2 separate regions of the Mus musculus genome follow, and region 1 is linked to region 2. Evidence: chromatin contacts called from public Hi-C data. All regions are on one chromosome and are shown on one strand. The core of a region is the stretch at or near the end of the contact, and the rest is flanking DNA. Distances in the headings are between cores, read along the strand shown. Region 1 overlaps Pcdh7 (protocadherin 7). Region 2 overlaps Pcdh7 (protocadherin 7).

Region 1 (6,945 bases), core at 1,638-4,137, 120 kb before region 2:
TAGCAAACACAGAAGTGGATGCTCACAGTCAGCTAATGGATGGATCACAGGGCTCCCAATGGAGGAGCTAGAGAAAGTACCCAAGGAGCTAAAGGGATCTTCAACCCTATAGGTGGAACAACATTATGAACTAACCAGTACCCCTGAGCTCTTGACTCTAGCTGCATATGTATCAAAAGATGGCCTAGTCGGCCATCACTGGAAAGAGAGGCCCATTGGACACGCAGACTTTGTGTGCCCCGGTACAGGGGAACGCCAGGGCCAAAGGGGGGGAGTGGGTGGGTAGGGGAGTGGGGGTGGGTGGGTAAGGGGGACTTTTGGTATAGCATTGGAAATGTAAATGAGCTAAATACCTAATAAAAAATGGAAAAAAAAAAAAAAAAAAAAAAAAAAAAAAAAAAAAAAAAAGAAACAAGGGAATCTTCCAAAGGCAGAAAGTAACCGTGTCTCTACCAGCTTCATAATGTCTTCATAATGGCTATGAAGCACAACAAGCGTGTTATGGTAACACTAAGTGTGAGGTAGGGACACACATATGCTGGTGGTAACCAAAAGAGGAATTTTCAGAGTGATTTTGAGATATTGGAGATAATTATATAAATAGAGCATTAAGACTATTTCATGTTTACTTTTATAGAAAAATGTTCCATTCAGTGTGAACATCATAAAAGAAGGGGCAAGGCTCATGGCAGGATGTGATGCATAAAAAGTTTCCGACATGTGATACATGTTCATATAAGGGCTGTATTCATTATTTTCTCCACTAATTTTATTGTTTCTCCTTAAGAAAAATTTTGAGTGACCTCCCCCTTCCCCAGTGTTAGGCAATAAATGTTTAGTTCTCTCTATCCTTCTCCTTTGGAACAACTCAAGGCACTGTCAACACTTTGAGAGGTTTTCCCCTTCTTCTTTCACATGTACTTCATCCAAACCCTCTACTTTGCCATGTCTTCTAGAAGCCAGAGCCTTCTGGGTTTTGACCCAGTCCTACCATTTAACTTCCTGCCTTTCCTACCTAGGATAGCCGCTATTTTCTTCGGCATCAGAGCTCTATTTGTAGAATATACAAGGGATGAATAGATAGTTACATGTTCAAAATGTGAAATACTCAGACGGCAGCCCAGAAGGATTAGGATAGTATTATGGACTCTGTCTGATATAGGTGTGATCTGCAGACACATAAGAAGTTGGCCAAATGTTAAAAAAAAAAAAAAAAAAAAAAAAAAAAAAAAAAAAAAACATTAACCCGGATGTAGGAGCTGTGACACTTTGTGTCTTTGTTAGCTAGGCAGTAACCAGGAAAATCATAATTTTACGCAAGCAAAGGAAGTAAGAAAAATTAGAATGCACTAGAAAAACAGGGAAATTAATGTCCCCACAACAAAAGTACCAACCACAAATAAGGAAAAGATTTTTTAAAAAAAGAGTTATTCCTTAGGAAATACTCTAGTAATAAGCTTCAGGGCTTAGCATGAGTGACTAGATATTAGCACTGTTTGGCAAGTGTGTCTGGATCTGTTCTGAACACAATGCAGAACCCTTATAGATGATACATTTTTATCTTCACTGTTCTATGATAAAATAATATGTGACAAGGGGGAATACTTCAAGGCTCAGAATCCACTCTGAGAGACGACTCATTTAATGTATGTGAGTTTTAAAAAGGCTTCACGTGGAGTGTCAACACAATAACAAGACAAAGAATTAAATGCCCCGGGGACACTAACTCAATGCTAAGAAATCAGTGAACAGCTAATTAGCCTGGGTCCATGTCCCAGCATTTGCCATTATCACCTAGTGACAGACCCTGTCCTTGCCATTGAGGTATTAACAGAACGTATGCAGAAAGACATTAAAAAATGGTTTGTTGCGTGTTTGCTTTTATCTGACTACTTATCTATGGGCCCACCTTTTAATGAGATTTTATATAGATTTTCTCCATCGTTTGCTAGATATATAAAATTAAGTTTATCTTACTCTAAAGGGAATCCTATGGAGGGGGGAACAAGAAAGAAACACAGAAACCTGGGAAGCTCTTTGAAAGACTTCAAAAAATATGTGCTAGGAACCTTAATGGTTAGCAGAAGGGATAACAAGTCTAGTACAGTTGAAGAGTAATGGACAAAAGGCAGGAAGAACACTGACATCACAGTACATATAAAACCAGAGGGCTAGAAGTACTGGACAAAGTGTATATTCACCTTCTCATAGGAAATGGCAGTCCTGAAGAGTGCCATACTTTGCAGTATGAATCACTGCAGGCCAATTATAGATATTTGGTGTATATCAATAATTAACTGATTGCACTGAGCCATGATTTAAAGTAAATTTGTCAGATTATGAACTATGGATTTGAATGGTTGTCATCATTTTTCCTGAGGTTTATTGTTTTTCTTCATTGGTCAATTCCTAAATATTTAAAATGCACACAAAAGATAAACATTTGGGGCAAAACTAATGTGCATAGTAGAAGAATGGGTTGAGTCTGTGACATTCAACAAAACAAGGGAATTTTTTCTTCCAAGAAAAGCTGATATAAATAAATTGTTCTTTCAGATCCTAAGAAAATGTTTCTAAAATAGAAAAAAGAAGGAGAATTAGTGCTACGAGACCAAAATGGGAGGAGGTGAGAAGTGTAGATTGTCAGGGAAACTCAGAGTGGTCTTCCTGAACCCCAGTTCCCTCTTCTTTTAAAAGAGAAGCCTCAGATCCAGTTCTAACATTCTGTGAAGCTAAACTCTTTAGACCACCCATTCCTAACCCAGCCATGCGGTGAGCATGCAAGAAGCCCTTATAAAATCTCCAGGAAAGACTGTAGACAGACATAAAGAGTTTATAATGAGAAACAGCAGCACATAAATAAGAGAAGTTGGCAAAACCACATCCTTTATAAAGGTGGAAGGGCTGTGGTCTAGAGCAAGTGAGACACTCAGAGTGAACGAGATAACTTCCCCCATGTCACCCTCAATAACAATGCTAATTACCTGATGGAAAAGGCATCCAGACAGCCTAAAATTGTTAGGTTTCCACAGTATCACCGATCTGATGCAGACAGCAAAATTGGATTTCTAAACTATGCCTATTAAATGAAAGGCATTCAGAAAGCACACCCCACAAGGAAAAATCGAGTAGTGAGGTTGCCATAAAATTCAAACAAGAGGGGGAAAGAAGTTGTGTTTTGACAGTGGGTTTGAAAAGGTTTCATTCAAATATCACCATTAACCTTGTTTTCTCATTTTAGAACGTCTCTTATTACCTCTCTGTTTCAACCTCCAGGTTGAGTCACAGCCACTACCGCTGTTCTTTGACAACTGAGATGCCTGACAAAGTGTAGTCATTTTCAGATTTAAATAGTGAAAATAAAAGCTTCTAAAATTATGTAGAGTTGAGGTAGATGTACAATTTCACAATCACACATCCTAAGGTTTGGTATTAAGAACGAAATCTTACCATCCAATTTCTGAATGGCAGAGATTTAGACATTGGCAATCATTAAACTACTGTTATCCGTAGCCTGCAGAAAGCAGCTTGATTCACACGTAAGCAAATTAAAATCCATGTACATATGGATTTTAATTTATATATATATATATATATATATATATATAGTCATAAAACATATATGCATGTAAGGTTACTAATTTAAAAATTATGTATAATTTGAGTGAAGATTTAGTTCCTTAAGCAGTAAGAGAGTGATTCTCTATGTTTCTAGCATGGTTTTAAATTTTTAAAGAAAGAAAAAAAAATCAAGCTTGTGTATATTGCATCTGTAAGATCACCTGTCTCTCATGTCTGACGTTGAAGCTTTTGCAATATAATCTTACACCATTTCATAAGTTCAAAATTAACTTGCCCTTCTCCTTGTTTTCTACTCAAAGGGGGGGGGGAGGGAACATACTTTATCATAAATACTTGATCAATCAACAGCAAGGATGAATATCTGTACAGACATGATGGAGCTGAACTTGCTTCTGACAAGAAGCAAGATGTATATATTACAAAGTCTTACCACCAAGGCAGTGACTGAGACAAGATAAAAGAGGGGGAACGAGAGGCAGAGGGAGAGGGAGAGGGAGAATGTCTATATTAATCTTATAAAATTACTTTTTTCCTTGTAATCTCTTCGTTCTTCTAGGCATCATTCTTCAGATGCACTGAATTTAGGAGTAAGGGTGAGAAACATTTTGTTTAAAATTGACATAGAATTCACTGTATTTTCTAAAAATTTCCTCTTTCCAGTCAATGTAAGAAAATGGGTTCAAGGGAAGAAATCAAGAGGGTTAAGTTCCTACTTGGTACTTCAATAAAATTACTTGTCACTGCATGCAGCCGCTGATTACCAGGACAGTGCCCCTTCCATTAACTATGCCGACAGATCCGACATTTTACTGATGACAGCAGCCATCCCGCAGATTAAAGCACAATGTAGATTTAATCTCCCCACGACTTGATAGCCTCAAATGAAGGATTCTCAAATTTCATGGTTCTGACCTATTCAGAGTGACTAAGTGTACAATAAATTACCTGTCCCCTGTCTTTGTAACAAGGGAAAGAACATCATTAGGTTATGCCTAATGCTTACTGCAATGTCTTTGTGGGTTTACCAACATCATCTGCATGCTACAGAGCAAAAGATCATCCGACTTTGAGGGATTCATTTGCATTGCCATATGACCAGGTCTCAGTTCAACATAATAAGGTGACAGCAGCAGGTGACAGAGAAGCCAGATTTCAGGAAAAGGATCATTTGAGTCGTGATTAAGGATAACTTCTATTAAAGGAGATTTCTCACCAGGGACAGAAAATGAGTTCACTGCAGAGAGCAAAAGTGGCCACTGTCCAGCCAGTTTACTCACTGTCACACCATGTACGTATGTACTGTCATACTGTCTTCTTCAAGGAAGAATGAACAACCTGTATCTCAGGAAAGGAGCAAACTAGGAAGCATAAAAATAACTGGATGCTGAATGAAGAAACTACCTGTATGGTGTGTTGTGAGCATGACAAATCAGACATCTTTAAAAAGCTTTAATTCATGTTGTGTTTCTCCTGACTCAGGTGGATTGAATTAGAATCCCCACTATTCAGCAATAGTACTGCCTATGCATGGGCACTGCAGCAACCTACAGCTTCCAGGCCTTGTCAGCAGACCCAGAGTACCACAGCAGCAGATCTGTGGACATTGTGGATTAGCAATGAGCCCGTTTTGCCATCAAAGGAAAATATTACTCTCTAGTCACTATGCAGAAGAAATAAAGCTTGAGTGAACCAAGGTACTAGCTTCCTCATGATGTTAGGTGAGGTACTTAACTTAGAACCAGAGAGATCCTAATCAGAGCACAAATAACAATACTTGCTTCACCTGAAAATAGCTTTTTAAAAAATAAACATTATAAAAGAGAGTACATTTTACTACTTGACAAATGTATTATTGCCACCCACCTACCCCTACAACCTTCCACCCTCTGTTTCTACTTCTCCAATTTCTTCACACATATTTCCATGGCAACCAAGAATAACTATCAAAATGCAGACTCCTGGGTGAAATTCATAGAGGACTTGCAATGCTCCAGTCCTTTGCTTTTACCAATGATAAACTCTATATTTTTCTTCACACTATCTTTCTCTGTGAGTCTCAAAGACCCTCCTTCGAGGAACTGTGGTCTCTGAAATTCTGTTTTTCCCTTTTAAATAGTGAGAGGAAAAACAGGCAAGATAGACTTAGAGATGAAGAAAACTACCAACATTTTTTCATATACTTCTGCTTTGTATCTGGAGATATAATTGGCACCACAACTGTTACCAATGGAAGTAATTGACTTGCTACAGGCTTGCAGTGGATGGCTAGCTCCTAACAATGCTGTTAAGCATACCACAATGCATAGAAAAGTTCATTGAGAAAGAATTATGCCATCCAAACTATCAACAGTGAAAAGACTAAGAAAACCTTAGCTGGCTTATAAAGAGGGAAAGAGTGAGATATTTTTTAATAGAAATCCTTTTAATAGCAATTATATTCAAGTTTAGATTATATCTTGAAATGTCAAAGCCAGGGTATTAACAATTGTTTTTCTTTGAAACTTCTATTCTTTGCTTAAATACTCCAGGAAACAAAATGTTTTTAGTTCGGCACAGAAGTGGAATTCACTCTCATCACACTTCATTTTACCTTGAAATGTTAATTGCTGTACAGCAGGGCTGCATGGTTGATTTAAATTTACATTCGCTCTAAATTTGATTAATCTGATCTCTTTGGAGCTAATTTTTGCCTATCTACTCAGATTGAAAATATGCTCTGGAGTACACAATAGTTTATAAAACCCAATCTAATTCTGATAGTTACATAGTTTTTACATCTAAAGTGACTTTTAGCTCTAAACATAAAATAATAAGAGGTAGAAAAATAAAAATAAAATAGGACATTAATTAAATTGAGTCGCCATCCTAAGCAGCTTAAGTAATGCTGTGAAGTAGTAATAAATACAAGAGAAAATAGCTTTCAAATTAATTCCATATTTCAGGAAATTTCATTTTACAAATATCCTCACATTTTTTATTAAAAAACAAATATGTTAAATGTGAACGTCTTTTCTCAGAGACTTATGGAAAGCAACTGCTTGTGTTTAACTTCTGTGACAATTTACATCTCACTGATTGGACATTCGCTGTTGAATATTGGTGTATATCACCACCTGTCCATTGTAAAAAGACTCTAGGTGCTCAATTACTGATACATGGAAGAGAAATATTGTTTCATGTATATTGCATATAATTAATTTTACTCTCAAAATATTTGGATAATTTCTTCAGACAAGAAATTAATGCTAAGTTAGTTTCGCTCAATGTCATTCAGTTAGAAAATGGCAACCATTATACAAATTTACATCTCTAACTTTAATGATCTAACATTTCTCCACAAACTTCTCATTTTTCCCCATCTAA
Region 2 (6,895 bases), core at 1,076-3,575:
GCTAAAGTGTCTGTACTTGAACTGTAGCTCTGCACTTTACAAACTATGTGACTGAGTAAGTCACCCTTAGTAAGTAACTCTCCTACTCACCACACCCATTGTCCACAATATAATGATAACTATCAGTTAGACTTTGTGGCTGTTGTGATCAACTGATGATTACATACAGGCAAGCTACATACTACTCAATGGCCAGAATATAATGTGCAACCTAAACTTAGCTATTGTGATTTATATAGTGTTCCAAGGATGCCCTGGAAGAAGACTTTTTTTTCCCCCATCTTTTCTGTCATTTCTATTTGCTAAGTACCTAGATTGCTACTAAGAACTTAAATAGCATATAGATGTTAGCATTGAACATTTGTTCTCTGAAACATTAACTGTATTACCTTTGTATGGGTAGTATATATTTGTATACACCTATGCATATGTACATTGCATGCACATATACACATAAGCATGAATTTCATGCTACAAACATAACAAGAAAGGAAAACCCAGCAAACATAGAGGAGTTAATTTTATTATTTCTGACCCCTTGTTGTATTGGTTTGGAAGAAACAGACCTTACCATGACTGATTTTGGACACCAGAAATGTTATCTCTGGAAGGATTTTTGCCTTTGTGATCAACAATTAAATATCCTGAAAAGCAGGTTTAAACGCAACGTTGTAAGTCCGCTTCTGTTCATGCACTATTTATTACCATTTCTCTGCACAGAAGAATATTACATTTTCCATTTTTAAATGTTGGAGGTCAAATGTCCAACCAGCCTTAGAGGCCCAAAAAGTACTCCTTAGGAAAGGCTTGCTCAGCTCTTTTGTTTCTTTGCCTAGGAATGCTGACAGAAAGAGAGTTAACTCCTGCTTTTCATTTGGAATTTAATGATTAAGAAAAAATAGATGGTTGCTTCTAAGTGTTAATATTGCCATTAAAAATAATTTACATTTTTGGATTCTTTTGGGTGGATACTGCTATTTTATTCATTAGTATACCTTTATACACTTACTGGCTAGCAAAAGTAAAATAACCAAAATGTTAAAAATAACTAAAATGATAAATCTCAATGAAAACTAGATGCTGCAGAAATATTCAATGATATGCATGAGATGTTAGATGTAGGAAACTGGGAAATGTATTTAAAAAATGTATGTGCATGCATACACATTATAGATTCATATTTTTTCCACAGAGATAAAGCACATATATGAATCTTTCATCATTGTAAAACATATTTGAGGTTCCTCTTGACAGGAAAAGAGGAAAGCACGTGCTCCTCTGAATATAAAGACTAAATACAATTAGCAGACATGCAAATGCTTATAGTCCAGTCTGGTATGTCTTACTGAAGACCAAGAATGAACTCTGCTATGGACAGAACTGTGCATTTCTGAGTCCATCTATTAAAATCATAAACTGTGGAATGTCAGTACTTCCAGATAGGCATTTAAGGTTAAAAGAGGTCTGAAGGTTATGGTCCTCATCTGATAAGGGCTAGTGTTTTTCTCAGAGAAGCGGGCATAGAGATTTCTGTCTGTGCATGCACAGAGGGAATGCATGGGAGGAATAAGGAGAACGCAGGCAGTTACATGGAAGCTGGAAGCTGAGTGAGAGGCTTCCCCAGAAACCACACTGACCAGCACTTTGATCTAAGTTTTTCAGAGAAAATGAAATTTAACTCTAAGCGTTCAATGTGCCCAGTTTGCAGTATTTTGTAATAGCAACCTGGGAAGACTCATACAAAGTATTAAGACTGTTGATAGGCCGGAGAAAATAGTTCAGACAGAAAAGTTATGTGTCCTCAAAATATCAGGACTAGAATTCAATTGCCAGGACCCTAAAAAAGAAAAAAATAATATTGTCATGTGCAGTGACAGGTTTATAATCCCATCAGTAGTGATTCAGAGACAGGCAGATGTCTTGAAACTCCTTGACCAATACCAATAGAAAAAGGGTAGGGGGTGGTACTGTTTCGAGGAGAGATGTGGGAGGTTGCTCTCTGGCTTCCATATGCACACTCACAAACTTGCACATGTAAATGCAGGTATATGTGCCTGCACACACACACACAGATACACACAAGCACACAGACAACTGATAAAAAAATACATAGCAGATATTATGGAGTAGAAAAGAAGCACCGAACGTTTTAAAGGTTTGCCTTGTAAATTGAAGTCTACCATTACTGCTATAATAATGCAGACCTTCAGATATGGAGAGAGACGTCCACTGGGAGCAAGTTGTGAGGGGGTATTAGTAGGAAGTGGTAGACAGGAGAGGATGTGGCTTGTTCCCTTGCTTCTGTGTGGCAAGCAGATACCTAAACCACAATCCTCTAGTAAGGGAAAGAGCATTAATACCCTAACACAGCATTCGGGCTAGTGGTTGGTACGGGGTAAAGCTTCAGTAAATAGCAGCCCTTAATTTTAGATGCTGGACATAAAGTGGCAGAAAAGGTCCCAGCAAGATTGCGGTCAAGAGAAAATGATGGATTTAAGAAGTGATGGAATCAAAACAGGGCCACAGGGATATACTCAATTAGCTGGAGGCTCCTCTGAACTACCTGTTTTATAGCATCAGCCATCACACCTCTTTCATTACCAGGGAGAGAGCAACAACTCTGATGTCTCTCTGACAACAGCTAGTTCCTCCTGGCATGTGTAAGGGCTACACTCAGCTGTCTCTCTGTACAAGATCAGTCAGTCCTACTTTAAAAGGAGCCATGGAAACAAACAAGCAGAGGGTCAAACTGATGAGGACAAATGTATTTGAAGCATTTTCTTAAATGTAATGAAAGCCCTCCCAAGTGTCAAAGTACGTTCAAAAGAGAGACAACCTCCTGGCAAGCTAGAAACAGTATCGTCCTTCATGAGGGTGCATAAGAAAGTCCCAAATGTTCCATGTCACTCCCATAAACTCCTGTGTAACCAGAGCAGAGGTTAGTGTGTAAAATGAGTGACGACTTTCCTGTGGATATGTCAGTCAGGACTGGAGGGTGAGGTTTTCTCACTGCCTCAACCAGTAAAAAATTTCTATTTTTCCAGAGACTAGGAGTAGACTACTAAAGCAAACTTAGAATTTCAGAGGATTTAACCTAGAAATTGGTAGGCAAGCTATTCATTTCCAGCCAGAACTGAGAAAAAAAATTAACAATGACTGTGGAGTGAATCACTGTTCTAGGACCAGGAATCCATAATAAAATATGTATGGCTAGCAGTCAAAGGGTGCTGGGTTTTAGATCCTCCAAACCACAATAAAGAATCAAACAAATAAATAATAAAAGCTTCTAGCCTACACAGGTGACACACTAGAATCAAATTTCTATAAATGAAAAAATCCTAATTTATAGTATCTACACACTATAAAACAATGATGATGTTCAGTCTACAAGGCTTATCACGCTACAGAATTGGCACTGCACTCTTCATTAAAGGCGTGTACTTCTTACTTTTCATTAGTTTACTAAGATACTTCACCTCTACTGTCTCTCAAATCTGGGTGTATTTAGTCCACTTCACCAGAGTGGAGACAGCTGGAGTCCCGTGCATTCAACCTGCTCTGAACAATCTACAAACCTTTGTCAGAAGAATTCCCTTTGAAGTTTCTTCCAATGTTGAAATAAATGTTATTATCCTCTTTAAATTCAGCTTCCTCAGGTTAAAATCAGGAAAAGAAACAAATGCATGCTTACAAAACCCCAATAAGTAGGCACTGCCTCCCTATACTAGCAGAATAAGGAGGGTAGGAGGAACGTGGGCATACTGGCAGGAAGCATTTTTTATTCTTTTCTAGCACTCCCCATTGCACTCTTTGTCCCCCAAAATAAGAAGACGACAATAAATAGAATACAGCAGTTAAGCTGGATGCTGTCAAAACAAGGGGAAAGGGCATTTAGTGGTATTCATCTTCCAAAAACCTAGACAGTTGCCTTTTTCAGATCAGAACATTTCTTTCTGACAAATTCTAACAAAAAACTAAACATAGATGCATGTACATGTACACACACACACACACACACACACACACACACACACACACACACACACTGAAAGACTCAAATTAGAGTTGCAGACATTGAGTACTTTAAATGCTTTCTCACCCTTCACAGAGATTGACAGACAGACATTGGTTACTTTAAATGAGTTCTAACACTTCACACACATGCAGAGAGAGAGAGAGAGAGAGAGAGAGAGAGAGAGAGAGAGAGAGAGAGACAGAGAGAGAGAGACAGAGAGACAGAGAGAGACAGAGACAGAGAGAGACAGAGAGAGACAGAGAGAGACAGAGAGAGACAGAGAGAGACAGGCAGAGAGACAGACAGAGACAGACAGAGACAGTCAGAGAGACAGACAGAGACATGGAGACTGAGAGAGACTGGGGGTTTTTAATGAGTTCTTTCTTTACACACCCCAGAGGGACACTCTAGTTAAGAGTTACAGACACTGGGTGCTCTAAGTGAGTTCTCACCCTTTCAGGCTCCAGCAGCCCTACCACTCTTCCCTAAGGCCCTAATCAAAATTTCCATTTCTTAAGGACTATTGATCTTTGGGATGTGCTGACCTAGTTATCTGCTTAAAGCAATTTACACCCAGGTGTGCTAAAAGCCCAACCAAACTCCCACAGAGGTCATTTACATTTTAAAAGGGGAACTCTTCGGGGCATTCCAAAGTCCAAGGGAGAGCATTGGAATAGCTCAAACTTGCCTGTGTTCACTCCACTGCTTAGCTCCTTCAACTACTGCTGGGTTCCCACTTCTAGACTTCTTTTCTCTGTAGATTCAGTGCACCTTTATTTCTCTATCCAGATATGCCAGCACATCACTTTTTAAAATGACTCCATGCCACGGGGTAGGGTGGAAACAGAAACGTTTGTGTGCAAGTCTGAGTTGGCATAGAAAATGAATAATATCTGCAGAAATATACAAATTGACAGATACAGAGATCCATCCGTGTCTGTGTTTGGGAGTACATACATCTATTTTTGCCACAGATAAGGAGTTCCAGAAAAATACTGACAACCCATATGCTTGCATGGTTCTTTGAGGCCCTTGTCCTCAGTTGCTTTCTATTGCTGTGGTTAAATAACATAACCAAAAAACAACTTGGGAGAGAAGAGGACTTATTTCACCCACAGTAGAGCTCAGTTCAGTCCAAGGCATAAACTCTAGGCAAGAGGTGAAACTGAGATCTTAGAGTAATGACATTTACTGGCTTACTTTCCGAGGGAAGCCCAAGGTGCTTTTCAATACATTCCAACACTAGTGGCTGAGTGTTGTCCCTGCCCACAGTGGGCTGAGCAACCCACCTCTACCCAACTTCTATCAAGCCACCATTAATCAGGACAAAGCCCCCCTCAGACTTGCCTACAGGCTAATCTGATAAAGGCATTCATTCCCTCAGTTTTAGATTCTATCTTCCCAGATGACTCTAAGGTGTGTCAAGTTGACAAAACAAGAACAACTGCAACAACAAAACCTTACTAATCCTTCGCTCAAATTTGTCTGAAACCTGTTCAGTGCTCAGCTTAAACACTGGCATTGGTTCAGAGTATTCATAGGTTTGAGGTTTACAAGAGAAGCAAGAATGAAGGTGTAGAAAACAGAACTGTCCATTTGTTACTGAACCCAGGAGCATAAACCACACTGCCAAGTGGAAAAGACAGACTCTGTCCAACACGACAGGGGGCCTGAATCTCAGAGAACTCCCATCTCTCAGGAAAGGAATACAAGCAAGCTCTCAGAGTATTTTACAGTGTCATATTAAGGAAGTCCTATCAGGTAGGGGGAAGGGGACCCAATGGCAGGGACCAGAGACCACAACAGCCACTTATGGACTTGTTAGGGGACCCATATAAAGACTGAGCTATACATTTGCTGCAAATGTATAGGGGGTCTAGGTCCAGCTCCTGCATATTCCCTGGTTGGTGGCTCTGTGTGCCCATGGTCCCAAGTTTTTCTGTTCTGTGGGCCATCTTATGGTGTCCTTTACCCTTCCAACTTTTTGTCTTCTATCCCCCCATTCTTCCACAACATACCCTGCTCTCAGCCTAATGTTTGGTAAGGGTGAGACTGGAAAGAGAGGAGAGAGGTGGTCTGTGATCTGGATGTAAAGTGAATAAAAACAAAACAAAAACAAACAACAACAAAAAAAAGATGTCCTGTCATATTCCAGACCCAGTGTGGATGAATTTGAAAGCTAACTCTACACAAAGCCTAAGTACTCTGTGCCACAAAGGTTCCTGACAATCTCCTTTAAGTTACAACTGCTCCCTGGCACTGGGAAAATGTGGACATAGAGAAAAATTGAGCTAAGAGAGGCTCCTGGGAACCCTGCTTGAGGTCTAGCATGTTTGCATTGTTTGTTGTTGTTGTTGATTGGTTGGTTGGTTTTGTTTGTCTGGGGTTTTTTGTTTGTTGGTTGGTTGGTTGGTTTTGGTTTTTGGTTTGTTTTTTTTATTTGAGACAAGATTTCCTGTGTAGCTCTGGATGTCCTGGAACTCACTCTGATGACCAGACTGGCTTCCAACTCATAGAGATTCCCCTGTCTCTGCTTCCGGAGTGCTAGTATTAAATGTGGAAGGCACTACAGCCCTAGTGCACGTTTCCTCTCTTAACCATGCAAAAAGATGGCCTTTATATATATATATATATATATATATATATATATATATATATATATATATATATATATATATTTTAAGTCCATGTTTTATCTCCACATCACAGCCTTCCTTCAGGTAATAGAGTTAAAGTATTTTTAAAATATCACACATGAAAGAAAAGTTTAATACACAATTTTAGATTTTTTTCTTAAATGCTGTTCACTGAAAGACTATGGGATTACTTTATCAATAGTGTGGAGGGGTCTTGGGGCCATTTTCCAACATACATTGAAAA

What was found. Hi-C and Micro-C count contacts between places; a contact is called where the count stands out from the background.
Region 1: a contact with region 2 is called in a Hi-C map of the HPC-7 cell line, with 2.4 times the contacts expected there. The contact joins two enhancer-like sites. A contact is called at or near these places in 5 of 39 promoter capture datasets (the 3T3-L1 cell line, the HPC-7 cell line, HPC-7-derived erythroid cells and 2 more), 10 of 484 Hi-C or Micro-C datasets (the HPC-7 cell line, the Patski cell line, adipose-derived mesenchymal stem cells and 5 more), 3 of 115 datasets of contacts at active chromatin or transcription factors (astrocytes, fibro-adipogenic progenitors and stem cell-derived neural progenitor cells) and 2 of 9 other capture datasets (adipose tissue and pancreatic islet).

What each region holds. Positions count from the first base shown.
Region 1 is chr5:57,853,478-57,860,422 of GRCm38.p6, reverse strand. The region is part of intron 1 of Pcdh7 (protocadherin 7); the gene reads right to left. Among named protein-coding and RNA genes, the nearest start is that of Pcdh7, 140 kb to the right of the region's middle. Within about 2 kb of position 2,887, at least 12 of the 459 cell types and tissues checked have an H3K27ac peak or open chromatin away from gene starts, as enhancers often do. A contact at or near this core is called in the HPC-7 cell line, where this site is marked.
Region 2 is chr5:57,731,326-57,738,220 of GRCm38.p6, reverse strand. The region is part of intron 1 of Pcdh7 (protocadherin 7); the gene reads right to left. Among named protein-coding and RNA genes, the nearest start is that of Pcdh7, 17 kb to the right of the region's middle. Within about 2 kb of position 2,325, at least 16 of the 459 cell types and tissues checked have an H3K27ac peak or open chromatin away from gene starts, as enhancers often do. A contact at or near this core is called in the HPC-7 cell line, where this site is marked.